Linked DNA regions of Zea mays: region 1 is linked to region 2. Evidence: chromatin contacts called from public Hi-C data. All regions are on one chromosome and are shown on one strand. The core of a region is the stretch at or near the end of the contact, and the rest is flanking DNA. Distances in the headings are between cores, read along the strand shown. Region 1 holds the start of LOC109940767 (SWI/SNF complex component SNF12 homolog). Region 2 holds the start of LOC100283094 (proteasome subunit alpha type 3).

What was found. Hi-C and Micro-C count contacts between places; a contact is called where the count stands out from the background.
Region 1: a contact with region 2 is called in a Hi-C map of leaf, with 6 times the contacts expected there. The contact joins the promoter of LOC109940767 here to the promoter of LOC100283094 in region 2. A contact is called at or near these places in 3 of 25 Hi-C or Micro-C datasets (ear, leaf and tassel) and 1 of 3 datasets of contacts at active chromatin or transcription factors (leaf).

What each region holds. Positions count from the first base shown.
Region 1 is chr7:178,896,181-178,900,718 of Zm-B73-REFERENCE-NAM-5.0, forward strand. LOC109940767 (SWI/SNF complex component SNF12 homolog) reads left to right here and starts at 2,863. Exons shown (of 2, transcript XM_020540973.2): 1 at 2,863-4,538. The coding sequence starts at 3,060.
Region 2 is chr7:178,599,267-178,603,544 of Zm-B73-REFERENCE-NAM-5.0, forward strand. It overlaps LOC100283094 (proteasome subunit alpha type 3), which reads left to right and starts at 2,332. Exons shown (of 11, transcript NM_001155996.2): 1 at 2,332-2,593; 2 at 3,737-3,892; 3 at 3,999-4,038; 4 at 4,146-4,229. The coding sequence starts at 3,789.

The DNA.
Region 1 (4,538 bases), core at 1,613-4,112, 300 kb after region 2:
TTATGGAAAAGGCTACGGTCGATGGGGTATGTGTTAACACCAGTTACTCGATCTCCCCTCAAAGGCCAAGATTAGATCATACCCTTTAAGCAAACTCGTATTATTTGGATCGTCAGATTTGGAATCACTGGTGTTGGTCACTTGTTCTCGATTGCTATGCATGATCAAAACAAGGCAACACAATGTCAAAACGATAATCAACCTTTGTCCTTAAGCAGTTATCTCCTTCGAAGATGAAGGTTAAAGCTTAACCGAACAAGCCATGACTTAATCGCATAAATAAGTAAAATAAGTAAAGAATGTAAAGGAATCTTAGAATGTAAAGGAATCTTAACATACTTACTCCTCAGATGTATTGATATCATATTTCTCCTCTTTCGTACAATGAATTTACAATTGTACATTCGGTTATAAAGAATGTGTTAGAACAAAGGTGCTTTGAAGAAAAGATTACACACATCAATTGTCCGGTCCTTCAGAAGGTACTTTATGCAGGGCATTGTTCATATATTTATACGGAACCGTACAACTTCGTACGAAATTACATTTACACCCACAAGGATTACACATAGGATTTACAAATAATATAAGGACAACATTGTCTTTTGCTTTCAGCATTCAGGGTGACTCTTTCTCCTTGCATTGTCTCCCTCTGTTGCTATGACGAAGCTAGTTTTGTCGCCCCTTCATCGTCCAGCATCGAAGGTGTTCTAGTGCCGAAGCTCCTGCAATACTTGGCAACATGTTGATAACCAATGGTTAAACGTGTTTTTGAGGACATTCAAAAGACGAAGGCCCCCAACAGTTGGTGCTTACTGCTTGAGTCCCCAAACCGCCCGATTAAGATCTGACACCCCAGTAAATCATAGCCGAAGGGGTGAGTCTTTCTAATCTTGGACATGCCTCTGGAATCAGATGACTCTCATATATACCCTCCCCCACGACGACCGACTGTGGCGGTGCTGAGCTGCACCGCGGCGGTGCCACACTAGAGTACCGCGAATCCGACGCCCCAATGCACTATATGGTACGTGGACATGGGCAGAAGATAGAGGGGTAGATGGCAAACGCGTGAAGCATCGACTTATCCACAGACAGAAGGCAACCAGGGCCTGCCAAATGGAGCTCCAATGGCTTCTAGGTCCCTTGGGGCTATAAATGGGACCCCTAGGTGCATGGAGCATTACACCAAGCATCTATCGAACATTCTACAACACTGAGACATCACATTCACGCCTTTGCTTCGCTAGATTGAGATTCGAGCAAGTATTTTGAGCTGTAATTCCGTTGTGTTGTCTCTTGTGCTCCTCTCTCAACTTGTGTGTGTATGTTGCTGTGATTTTGTCTCTTGTGTGTGTTTCTACTCCCCCATACTTTTGCGGTTTATTTGAGATCAACTGTGTAAGGCGTGAGAGACTCCAAATTGTGGAGATTCCTCACAACGGGAAAAACTTGAGATAAGAAAGAGAACCGTGGTACTCAAGTTGATCATTGGATCACTTGAGAGGGGTTGGATGCAACCCTCGTCCATTAGGACACCACAACGTGGAGTAGGCAAGAATTTTACGTTTGACCGAACCACGGGATAAAAATCGATGTCACTGTCTACTTTACCTTATTGCGATTTCACTCTTTCTAGCATTTCACTTCACTTACAATATTGCTCTAAGTTTAATACTCACCTTGTGAGAGCAATTAAGTGAAGAAGTTCTCTCCCCCTCACACTCTTTATTCGAACTTGGTTTTTTATCTTACTAAACCAATTGTAGACCAAGTTTGTTTTGTTGAGCTATTTTTACAGGATCACCTATTCACCCCCTAGGTGCTCTCACTTTAGATATGATATTTTCATTGACCAAAGATGAATTACAAGTTCAGTGAACAAGCCACAGAGCTTTTAACATTATATATTTCTTTGGATCCTAACGATTCTTTCAGTTCATTGAAAATTGATGATGTATGCTCTCTACCTGTAAAGTTCTACCATATCGATATTTTAGAGCAAGAAAGAAGTCGTGAGGCTTCAATTATAATATTTTACATTTCATGTGCCTACATATTTTATTTTACAAAATATGATAATCATTGTCGATTTTCGTCAGTGACCAACATAAATTAGAACATCAGGTGAATATGATTATTTGACCCCTTCAGGGTCGTCTCTGAGTTCTTTAGGCCCCATTGCAAAAATTGAAAATATTCCCTATAACCTATAGTATATGGAGATAAAAGTATTCTAAAATAAGTTGTTTTATACTTGATCTATTGTTATATTCTTGCCCTCTTATGTTATCTATTTTAAAGTTAAGATTTTATAGTTTAATTTACAAAATATCAAACAATATTTGCATTTTATATTATTTATATTGAGAACACTCAAAAAATGATGCCCAAAAAGTTAGGGGCCCTGTGCTGTTGGCTGTTGCCCTAGGTGGTAGAGAGGCCTCGCCCCTTTATATTTTATTCCTAGCTCCGCTACTATGACCAACACATCACCAACAACACCTAGATCCATGTTGGAAATGTCACATCAGCAAAATCACTCACTAAAAATACCGATGGATTATTTGACTGATTTTATAAAGTTGAGGGGTTAAATAACTAATTTTGAAGATGAGAGATAAAATAGATTATCCTTTAAATTGAGAGGTTATATATCTTTTCTGTTTTAGGGTCAATATAAAACTGGTTTCATACTTTTTGAATTAAAATAAAATTTAGAACATTTTTTAGTATTAAGTATTTTTAAAATGTATATTATATTCTCGAAAAATATTGATTATTTTTAAAATTATTATTATTGAGTCGACAAATAAAAAATTATTTCATAGTTGAACTAGGTTAGGTGGACTTTTTCTTTCTACGGCTGAACCGCTCAAAGTCACGGAAGCATTAGAGAGCCCGGCCCACGCAAGGCCCAACCATCTCTCCATCTATCATCCTCCCCGAATCGCCCTCAGTCGCCAACCTCTCTCCCGTCCAAACCCTAGCTAAGCTCCCCCAATCCCCTCTGCACCGAGATCCGATCTCGCCCTTCTGGCCGCGGGACAGTCGCCGCCATGGCCTCCGGCGGCAACCCCAACCCGACCGGCGCCCCCAGTCAGCCGCGTCCGCCGCATACGCAGCAGCAGCCTCCACCGGGCGGCTCACCGGCGGCGCCCATGACCCACCTCCGCCCTCCCTCCCTCTCCGGCTCCCCCTTCAAGGGCCTCTTCCACACGCCGCCCACCCACAATCCCGCCTTCCAGATCCACATGGGCGCCTCGTCCTCGCCCCAGAATCCGCTCATGACCGCCACCGCAGGCTCGGCCAAGCGGCCCCCGCAAAAGCCCCCTATCCGACCCCCGGCACCCGGCTCTACCTCGTCGGCGGCCGCCGCCTCGGCGGCTGCCGCGTACAAGGCCGCGGCCGCGGCGGCGGCCGTGGCCAATTCTGGGGGCGTCGACCTCACCCCCGCCGCGCGGCGCAACAAGAAGCGCAAGCTCCCGGTGAAGCAACTCCCTGACCGCGTCGCCGCGCTTCTCCCAGAGTCCGCGCTCTATACGCAGCTGCTCGAGTTCGAGGCCCGCGTGGACGCCGCGCTCGCGCGGAAGAAGGTAGACATCCAGGAGGCGCTCAAGACGCCGCCCTCGCTCCAGCGCACACTTCGCATCTACGTCTTCAACACCTTCGCCAACCAGGGGCCGCGCACCATCCCACCTCCCAAGAATGCCGATCCGCCAACCTGGTCCCTCAAGATCATTGGTCGCGTGCTTGAGGACGGCGCCGAGCTGGATCCTGCCAGTGTTGTGCCCAAGCACAACCCAGTTTATCCCAAGTTCTCCCAATTCTTCAAGAGGGTGACGATAGCGCTGGACCCGTCTCTGTACCCAGAGAATCCACTCATCATCTGGGAGAATGCACGGGCAGCTGCCCAGCAGGAAGGGTTTGAGGTAAAGAGGAAAGGGGATAAGGAGTTTGTTGCAAACATTCGGCTGGAGATGAACTACAGCCCTGAGAAGTTCAAGTTATCACAGCCGCTTATGGAGGTGCTTGGGGTGGAGGTGGACACTCGTGCACGGGTGATTGCTGCCCTCTGGCAGTATATTAAAGCAAAGAAGCTTCAGAACCCAAATGATCCTTCCTTCTTCATGTGTGACCCTCAATTGAAGAAGGTGTTTGGGGAGGACAAGCTCAAGTTTGCAATGTTGTCACAGAAGATATCTCAGCATCTGTCTGCCCCACCACCCATCAATTTGGACCACAAGATTAAGCTGTCAGGGAATGGAGCACATAGCAGTGCTTGCTATGATGTGCTCGTGGATGTTCCTTTCCCGCTGCAGAAAGAGATGATGGCGTTCCTTGCCAACACAGAGAAGCACAAGGACATTGAGGCTTGCGACGAGGTGATATCTGCTTCGATCAAGAAGATCCATGAGCACCGCAGGAGGAGGGCATTCTTCCTGGGTTTCAGCCAGTCCCCAGTGGAGTTCATCAATGCATTGATAGCTTCCCAGAGCAAGGATTTAAAGCTGGTCGCCGGCGAGGCGAATAGAAAC
Region 2 (4,278 bases), core at 1,082-3,581:
ATAAGTGAGTGAGCCACGAGTGGGCTTACACTAGGGAAGAGAATCGAATGGCTCAGGTGGAGAGTGGACTAAGCAGTGAAGCATCGAGAGAAAAATAGATTAAAACCTAGTTTTCATTAGATTTGTCCGTACTTACTATATAAAAGTTTGTTTATTTTATTGTGTACCTAAATCTAGGTATAAGGGGTTCGAAAATTGAGATGAGGCCATAGCCCACCTTGCCCACCCCTTGGATCCGCCCCTGAGCTTGGTGCATTCTCTCAAAATGAAATCTAGTGCAGTTCTGAGCGTCACACATCACCGTGATCACTAGAGACACATAATATTGTTGCACAATGCAGTCATGCAGATATAGCCCTAGACGTGTGTTGCTAATGTTTTTTGGTAATAAACTTCCAACTCATCGTGATCAGAGAGTAGCTAGCACAGCCGTCTGGAGTATTAACACTCTCCTAGCTCGAGTAGCTAGCACTAGTACTCCGTACTGGCACTTTATCAAATGCTTATTGATCAATGTAATGCCTGTAGATGTCATAATTTATCGGCACTAGTAGTTTTGTCCCGCATGTAGCGGTGTAGACAAATTCTGTCTATGTTTGATCGATCCCTTTGGATGTATTACACCTGCTTGTTGATCATTCGGGCATTCTGCTTTTGATCTTTGCCGCACTCACCTGCAACAAAGCAAGAACCAGATCAGAAGCATCAGCAGACAAGGAGGGATGGCGGTAGGATGAGCTGCTAAGGATGGACGACTAGCTAGCGTACTGGTGGGTTGAAAACCTAAAATCACTATTTTCGAATACCCGTCGGGTACCCGCGGGTAAGAAATCAAATCCATACGTGACCCGATTTTATTACGAGTCAGGTACGGGATAAGACCTGCTGGTCAAATTTTGTGTTCAAACCCATACCCGACGAGTCGGATATCCGATGAATATCCCTACTCTGAACGAATGTAGGATCATACCATGACTAAACCGAGAGGGCTAGAATGAGGGGAACTTACAACACCCCTCCCTATCAACCACTCATAATCTGATTATAAATATATTTACTCACATCGCTTGACTAGTTGCTTCTATGCTGCCACAAACTTATCTTGCATTATCGTTGATACAATGACTGTCGCAATTTTTCCATGAAATGTTTCACTAGCAAGCGTGAAATATTGAGAAGTGGAATCCAATGTATCAACATAATCTGCCTAGAAGTGGAATTCAATATATCAACATCATCTAGGGTCTTTTTTGTAAATATCTAATGGCCTTCTTAACTACTTTTTCCAGTGTTCTGTGCCTAGATTTACTTGATATTTGTCAAGCATTCCGATTGTACATTCTAGGTGTGGACAAGTACAAGTTTAAGCATACATAATGCTCCCAATAGTTGAAACATAATATTGACTTCATCTAGTTTTTCTCATACCGATTTTTGGGACATTTATAATTTGCAAACTTATCACCCTTGACTAATTTTATAATCTCATCAAACTTAAGGTACCAACGTCTAGAAGTTTATTTTAATCCATAAATAGACTTTTTAGGCGGCATCCCATATTTTTCTCTCTTATGACAAAACCTTTAGCTAGCAACTCTACATTCGTAAATGTTATCTTTACATTTGTTTTATGGAATTCTAAATCATAATGAACTACTAATGTCATGATTACCCTAGATGAATCTTTTCTTGGAAAACCTTGAGCAACTCTGTTCATGAACATTTTGATTATTAACAAAAGATGTGTCTTTTCTCAAAAAAGATTTAAGTTGACCCTAATTGAACATAACTTTTCACTTGGCATGTTTATTAATACAAACAAGATACCATCACAAAGCGCACAAAAATAATTAGATAAGTTTATGTTAAAATATTAACCTATTGCTAATCAGGTATATAACATCGGGTGTTATAATCGGTTTATGAGAGGAAGAGAAAATAATCTCATGGTTAAAGTAAATGGAAAATATGAGGTGCAAACTAATAAATCTATATCGTTATATAATCTAGCAGTTTAAACTTTGTAAAGCACGCCCAATTAAATCACTCCACACCTATAACGAGTCAACTAAATCCACCAAATAAAGTGCACTTAGATTTAACACACTATCAATTAGCAAAGCCAATTAATTGTCTGAGCTAAGTCGATACCAATGGTGACTGATTGTTCTATAGTTTTAAGATCGAGAGGTGGATAAGTATCGTGAAATGAAACTGTTCTTCACGGATTTTTTCTCAGCTGCTCACCCACACTATGACGGTGGCAAAAGAGGTTATCGAGTCGTTTCAAGTTAGACGTGGGCTTGAACTTGAGCCCACCGCACTGGCCATGTCGAGCGCGGGCCAACAAAAAAAGTGATGTTTTCTTCTCTCTTTCGATCTAGGCCCGACCCGACCCGATCCGGATCCGGACTATGGTCTGTCTATATTGAATAATCACTCTTCTCCGTTCACACCCTGTGCGCGCGGGCTCTCTTCGTCGTGCGGCAACTGCGCGACCGCCGACGCCCGACGGCAGGTGCACCAGGTCTTCGTCGACCCCTTCGCAAGGCCTCGGTTCCATCCTTCGCCGGAGGCGACCGCCCGTCAACAGGTATGCTCACCCTTTCTCTTCCGGCCCCGCTCTGCGAAACCGGGCATCTAAACCCTAACTTAATCTATTTCGCTATTTGTATTCGGATCTGATCTAGTTACGAGCGTATACAGTTTTTGTGTGTGTGTGCGCGCGCGCCAAAAAGAAGTTATTTGACGTAAGTCTACACTCCACCGATATCCCCTACCGGGACTGTCCACCCCCAGTGGCGGAGCCAGCCCTAAATCGGAGCCTGGGCACCATTATAAACTTCTAAATTTCACTTAAAGTCTCTATTCAACAGTATAATTTGAATCGACAATATAATTTGATTCAACAACAACACTTCAATTTGATTCACTAGTTGAATCAAACATTTGAATGTCCGAACACACAATAGAGAGTTACTGAGTTACAGACCTCATGTGTCCTGTCCTCCACTATTCAGTCTCGTACTCTTGTTCCTCACCTCAACAGTTGAGGCCTTCAGCCTTGAGGGTGCTGGCACAGTGGTGGCCCTGGTCGTCTGGAGAGGGCGAGCGCCATGGGCTGAGTGGATTCCAAGGGCTGAGTGGATTCCAAGGGCTGAGTGGACTGCAGAGGGCACTGACGGCTGGCAGGTGGCCGCACACATGCTGCTGCTGCTGCTGCCTGCTGGCGAGGTGAAGCATGAGGTCGCAAGCGGAGGGTGGGGGCTGTGGCGCTGCGCTGTGTGCACCTGCGCCTGCGCACTGCCGCTGGCCGCTGCTACTGGCCTGCTGCTGGCGAGCGAGGGCGGGGCTGGGGCTGGTTGCCGAGGGCGGGGCTAGGGCTGGGGCTGCGCCTGTGCGGGAGGAGGAGGGAGCCGGCTGGCGAGCAGGATGCAGCTGTCCGCTGTGGTGCACTAGGGTTTGGGCGGGATGCGAGGGCGGGCTGACGGCATGATGCTGGCGAAGGCGCTGGCGTCTCAATCTGGGCCGCTCCCACATGGGCCGCCAAAGGCCTAAGCCTGGGCATGCGCCTGGGCTGGCCGCACTGTGCCCCTGCCACACTCCGTCCCTCTTCCCTGGTGTGTTTTCAAAAAATATTTTTTGGTGTTGTGTGATGGTAAATACTCCTATATGTTTATGTACTGATGAATTTTGTGTGGATTACCTAACTGAGGTTTTGGTGTTATGCTTTCAGGACTTGATCTACTACTCACTAGCGGTGTAGAGGTGAAGATAAGAACTTGACCATGAGCAGCATAGGCACAGGTTATGATTTGTCTGTCACGACCTTCTCCCCAGATGGTCGTGTCTTCCAGGTCGAGTATGCCACCAAGGCCGTCGACAACAGCGGGTCTGCCTCCCACTTCCTATAGTGTTTTGCTTCACTTATTATTCCCTTTTCTCTGTTCTATGTAATCTTACTTGGTTATTGTTGATGTCATGGTATTTATGAACAGGACTATTGTTGGGATCAAGTGCAAAGATGGCATTGTCCTGGTAAGATTTGTCCTTCTCAATCTTTTTCTTTTGGTTCAGTGCTAAAGTTATCTGAGTTGCCCAAGTCTGGATTTGATCGGATCCTTATTTGGTGGTTGGTCCTTTAGGGTGTCGAGAAGCTGGTAACCTCAAAGATGATGCTGGAAGGATCAAACCGAAGGATCCATTCGGTGCACCGTCACTCTGGCTTGGTAATGCCTTTACAAGTGACCCAAAAATGATGTGGCTTTGATGCAAAAT